Regions from separate parts of the Arabidopsis thaliana genome. Here region 2 is linked to region 1. A link is a contact called in public ChIA-PET data. All regions are on one chromosome and are shown on one strand. The core of a region is the stretch at or near the end of the contact, and the rest is flanking DNA. Distances in the headings are between cores, read along the strand shown. Region 1 holds the start of CYP71B6 (cytochrome p450 71b6). Region 2 holds the start of ALDH11A3 (aldehyde dehydrogenase 11A3).

The links. ChIA-PET counts read pairs in DNA pulled down with a chosen protein or histone mark.
Region 2: a contact with region 1 is called in an H3K4me3 ChIA-PET map of shoot, with 10 read pairs. The contact joins the promoter of ALDH11A3 here to the promoter of CYP71B6 in region 1. A contact is called at or near these places in 3 of 26 Hi-C or Micro-C datasets (cotyledon, root and rosette leaf) and 1 of 2 datasets of contacts at active chromatin or transcription factors (shoot).

The regions. Positions count from the first base shown.
Region 1 is chr2:10,280,261-10,283,386 of TAIR10.1, forward strand. CYP71B6 (cytochrome p450 71b6) reads left to right here and starts at 1,458. Exons shown (of 2, transcript NM_127979.3): 1 at 1,458-2,535; 2 at 2,724-3,126. The coding sequence starts at 1,630.
Region 2 is chr2:10,328,416-10,331,541 of TAIR10.1, forward strand. ALDH11A3 (aldehyde dehydrogenase 11A3) reads right to left here and starts at 1,633. Exons shown (of 9, transcript NM_127989.4): 1 at 1,042-1,633; 2 at 643-836; 3 at 421-549; 4 at 209-328; 5 at 1-135. The coding sequence starts at 1,186.

The DNA.
Region 1 (3,126 bases), core at 208-2,707:
AGACTAAAAGGGGCTAAACCACAAGAACAAATCCTTGAAATTGCAATGGTTAAACTTACAAAAAATATGTCTCTTATTACCAGATCTTAATATTGTTTACCGAATTTCTGAACTAAACTACATTTTTTGCCCAAACAAACAAAGAACTAAACTATATTTATTCAAGTCAAGTCAAATAATTGCATGCAGGAGACAACGCAAAAAGATGAAAAAACTAAAAATTCAGAGATGAACATCGAGAACACAAATAACATTATCCAAATCTCATTAGGATCCTATTAACCAACCACAAAAACGTCCACTTCATAATGGTCTAATAGTACAATTTGTTTTTATGTAGAAGTAAAAGTGAAGTTCGAATATTCTTACATTGATTTCAATCATATTTTGCTACTATAGATTAACATGTATACATCAGCATACACATGGTCCAACGATTGAGTCTATACTGCACAAAACTCTGGAGATGAATCTAAACTTTGGTTCGAAATTCCGGCAATGTATGGAAAAGAATATTCAAAAAAATAAGAAGAAGCATATTGACCGTTTCTTGTTCAATATACTAGAAGGTAAACGTCAAAAATGTCAGCATGTTTTCTTTCAAAAACAAAAAAAAAAATGTCAGCATGTGGTCAGAACTCAGAAGTTCTTACCAAGAAAACTTAACTAACAGTTACCATTTAGACCCTAAATTACTTATGTTGTATTTTTGTCCGAAAACTTTGATTAAAAAAATAAAGGTGTAAGACGATGAAAAAGAACAAAAAATTATATTGTCACTGTATCTTTCAAAATCATTCTAAAATGATAGACATGTATCTTAGCGCCTCCAAACTTTTCCACTCTATGAAAAGTTGTTCTTCGTTTTTTTTTTTTTTTTTTTTTTTTTTGTCAATTGTTCTTCGTTTTTGAACTTCTATTTTGCTTCGTTTTGATATTTTTATGTTTTCGTTTATATTTTTGAATTTTTCTTTCTTTCGTTTGAGTTGAAGAAAAAACAGTTGTTATTATGTAAGAATTTAAATAACAATTTCAAAAAGGAATATTTTTTTTGGTCTTACTAAACGTCTGACCGGCATGTTTGAAATATTTCAGTTTCTTGTTGCTTCTTGATTTAACCATCCGAATCTATCTAAACCAACTAACCAAGTGATTGAACAAGAACTAAACCGATTTTTCTTTGATTTGATCTGAATCCTTAAGTAGTAAAGTCCAAAACAGCAAATACTAAAACTGAACACAAACTGGAGCCGAACTGAATCCCGAAGGAACAGGTGTTACCTATTCCGACAACGATAAATCTCCTATTTTTGGGATGTTTTATCTATTGAAAAGTTGTTGAATGAGGATGGTCTAATGATTTTTCCGGTCTCTCCTTACAAATTACACTTTTATGGTTCAATCCACTCTTAAAAAATAATTGAAGTCAAGATTTTCAGCCTGTGGTCGGAAAGTCCTTACACGAAACTGAAGTATGATATAAATTTATCTTTAGCATATGGTCGAAAAGTCTTTACAATAAACTTAGTTAAATAGTAGTAAACATATACACTAGCTACACGTATTTCATCTTTATTATGGTCACACATACTACACAACCAACAAAAACTACAAGACGATAACAACAAAATGTCTCTTTTCTCCTTCCCCATCTCCACTGAGTTGCTTCCATGGCTTCTCCTACTTTTGATTCCTCCACTTCTTATCTTCTTTCTTCTTCGTTCCCCTAAAAATCTTCCACCAGGTCCACCAAGATTACCTATCTTAGGAAACATCCACCAGCTCGGATCCCTCCCTCACCGCAGTCTCAGAGATCTCTCTCTCAAATATGGCCCAGTCATCACCGTCTATCTCGGCAGCGTCCGTACCGTGGTTGTTCACTCTCCGGAGACGGCGGAGGAAGTTCTAAAACTTCACGACTCCGAGTGTTGTACTCGTCCAAAGCTATCTATCACCAAAAGCTTTTTCTATGATGGACTTGGTCTAGGGTTTACTAAATGGGGTGATTACTACAGAGATGTGCGGAAACTCTGTGTTCTTGAACTTTTCTCCGTTAAACGAGCCAACTCGTTCCGGAACATAAGAGAGGAGGAGCTGAGTCGACTCGTTAACTCGTTTTCTGACTCGGCGTCATCTGGATCTTCCGTTGACCTTACCGCAAATTTGGCTAAGTTCGTCGCGAGCTTTACGTGTCGAATGGCGTTTGGATTGAGTTTTCAAGGAAGTGGAATGGATAACGAGACGTTTCTGGAGCTGTTCACGGAGGCGAACAGAGTGATCGGAAAATTCGCGGCGGCGGATATATTCCCCGGGTTTGGCTGGATCTTGGATCGGATCAGTGGTCTTGATTCTAGCCGGAGGAAGAGTTTTCAAGATCTTGATACGTTTTACCAGAAAGCTATTGTTGACCATCGGGAGAAGAAGAAAACTGAAGACCGTGAAGATCTCATTGACGTCTTGCTCAAGTTACAGAGTCAAGAAACCAAACTTGGTTCTTCAAGAATCACCGATACACATATCAGAGCTATTATTATGGTAAGTTTTCAACTTTGGTTAGTTCGGTTCGATACCATAATTCTTGTTCGATTTGGGTAATTTGGTTTAGAAATTTATGTATAGTTTGGTTAATACAAATATCAGGTTACAGAACTTTGTCCATGCCTTATTTAGATGTTGAATTATAATTTATTGAGTTCATGTAAGCATTTTTGTTTTCATTTCAGGATTTGTTTGTAGCAGGAGTAGACACATCTGTTATCACTTTGGATTGGACAATGGCAGAGCTTTCAAGACATCCAAGAGTAATGAAGAAAGTACAAGCCGAGATTCGTGAACACGTAGGAGACAAAGGTATAGTGACATACGATGATCTCGAGGCTCTAGTCTACATGAAAATGGTGATCAAGGAGACTTGGAGGTTACACGCACCGAGTCCTATTCTGATTCCAAGAGAAGCAATGACTAACTTCAAGATCAAGGGTTATGATATTTACCCTGGAACGCGTATTCATGTCAATGCTTGGGCTATTGGACGTAACCCTGATGTATGGAAGGATCCTGATGAGTTTATACCAGAGAGATTTGTTGATAGCAATGTGGAAACTAAAGGGACAAGTTTTGAGCTGT
Region 2 (3,126 bases), core at 383-2,882, 48 kb after region 1:
AATGCAGTTAACAGCAGGGTGCATAGTGAGGAAATCGCCGATCTCAGATCCTTTTCCGGTGATGCAGCTGATAAGACCTTTTGGGAAACCGGCTAAGTGAAAGCAATGTACCATGTGAAGGCAAGAAACAGCTCCCTAAAGAAACTGACCGTTAAAAAGCATTTTCAAAACATTCATTTTAAAAGAGTGTTAAAAGCTTCTTAGTTACTTGAGTTGGAGGTTTGAGGACAAGGGAGTTTCCGGCGATCAAAGCAGGAGCGATCTTCGATACAGCGAGATTAACTGGATAATTGAATGGAGGAATAGCCAAAACCACACCGAGTGGAATCTTCAGATCAGAAAACAAACACATAATTTGATCAAAACATTTGTTAACAACTTCAACTATTGACGCATACATATGAATCTAAGAGATTATACCTTGGAAGTGAGGCAGTACTTAGTACGGTCATTACCGGGGAAGCTATCGGAGAGAAGAAACTTCCCTTCACCTAAGATCCTAACACCTTCTTCAGCACAATAAGAGATCAAATCTCCAGACCTCACAACCTTTCACCAATATCAAACATTAAAGATCTTGAAAAACACAAAACAAAAAGAGCTTCGTATGAAGTTGATGCATAGAGAGGGATATGGTGAGACCTCAGTAACAGAATCTTTGGCGGGTTTAGCGATTTCTTTAACAAGAGACTCAGCCATGGGAGCTTTGTTGTCCTTAAGGATTGCTGCAGCCTTGTGAAGAAGCTCAGCTCTTTTCCAAAGAGGAGTTTTCGCCCACGATTTCTGAGCTGATTTCGCCAGTTCCATCACCGCGTTCACTTCTTCTTGCGTGCATGCTGTGTTAAACAGAAAAACAGAACATTGTCTTATCTTGAAATCCTCTGTTTTTATCTTCTCTGTTTATCTTCGGAGATTCTTAGGTTGTTATCAAAACTTGTTCAAGTAATCAATCTACCAAAATTCATCAATATTTCTAGTATATATCTCCAAATTTTTGCCAATATCTGAAATCAAGAAAGAATGAAACTTAATGAGATATACCTTGAACCTTGTACTGTGTCTTCCTCGTGGCCGGGTTCATGATGGCAACACTCTTACCTGAGGAAGAAGTTTTCCACTCACCATCAGCGTAGTATTTGTATACTTCTCCATCAAGAATCTCAGCAAACAATCCAGTCCCGGCCATTGATCTCTGAAACAAAACTTAAAGAACACAAAGTTGTGTGTGTTGTGTTGATTTGTGTTCTGTTCACACAATGTTTGAATATATATAGCCAAAGAGACAAAAACAGAGAAGAAGACTAACTCTCTCCTCTGTGTCTCGCTTCTTGAGTGTTGTATAAGAGAGAGAGAGAGAGAGAGGAAGTGATTATTGATAGATTTTTATGGAAGGAGTGGTGAAAGAGCATGAAAGGTAGATAGATAGAGATAAGTGATTGAAGGGTAAAAAGAAAATCTAGAAAAGGATAAAGAGAGGGAGATGAAAAATTGTATGGTGAGAAATGAGAATGAGAATTAGAGAGAGTGAAGAAGAGTTTCTTGGTGTGTGATCGTTTTGTTGGTTATTGAATAGCTATTGGTCCTACATCATTGTTTATTAACGAAGGGACTCATGATAGCCACAACCACAAACATGTCTATGTATTCATCATACACAAACAAACATGCATGTATTTATTTTCCAAGGTCCGGTTGTTATGGAATATTCCAAACAAATTCAAAAAAAAAAACAATTTGGTCATATTATTGAAATTTCAAAAAAAATCTTGAAAAGTTTTAAACATTTTAATCCATCTTCTATAACATTAAATAATCAAGTGATATTATTCATGAATTTTACAACAATTATATGTAAGCCATTGAAAAAGATGATATGTAATTTGCATAGCAGACATATTCTCAAGTGGAACTACAACTCTATAACATGATCAAAAAGAAAAACAAGTTAGAGATTTCATCAACTGAAACAAGAATAATCAAATGTTTATAAACCAAAAAAAAAGTAAGCAGAAACAACATATTTAAAGTATACCAAGATTTTTTGAGAAGATGAAGATGTTTAGGTTGCATTACAAAATTAACATCTCAAAATAACAAAAAACGCTATGGAGTGAAATCACATTGTTTGAATGTTGGATGTGTAAGTATTATTAAAAAACTATAATATTTTCATATAGAAAGTTTTAACATAGATGTTAATTTTGCATAGTGAAATCACAAACATATATTTTTGCATATGAGATACAACATAGATGTTAGTCAAATTATCAAAATTTAGATTTATCTTTAATTGTTGTTATTAGAACAGTTTGGGCTCTATATGATAAGAGTTTTACCTTTAACATAATAACTAGTTGAGATATAAACACAATAAGAGATAAGTGGTGGCCTTCAATACAAATAGTTCTTCTTTTTGTGATTGATGACATATATAACAATAAAAACAATATACTATGTTAGTAATGTCGAAAATATATAAGATTTGATTAATTTATAAAGTTACTAATTGATTCAAAAATAGTAATTTAAGACCAAAATATATTAATCTATCAAAATACTAATTACGGAGTATTGTTGTAGATGTTTTACTATACTCTTAACCACAATACTATTATCATTCAAACTGAATAACAAAGATGCTACGATACTATGATAAACAAGGAAATTGAATAAAGCCAAAAGCGGTTTTGGAACTAGACGTAGTTATCTTGGTTCAAGGCCTTACACGTTTTGTTTGTCTCTGTAAGTTTATTCTGATGTCGTGTAACATAACTAAATTTTAAGTAAACTAAAATTTTACCTCATTTGTTCCTTACAAAGTTATGGAAAATTTAAACGACGGTTAGAAGCTTTTGTACAGAGTTCGTTATCTTCTTTGGGACAATAAAAGACGATAAGATTTTTTTATTTTTTTTTAAGAAAACATTTTTCTCTTTTGTGATTTTAATCTTTTGAAATGCATGTTAACACTTGATTTAATTCATAAGTTAACTGCTGATTAACTCTTAATTACTCTTGATTAGATCTTACAAAGTGATAAAATATTAATTTTTGCATATCCTATTAAGAAAATAAAAATTATATTCAACAAAGAGTTATTTAGGTGGCATAGAAAATATATTTCAA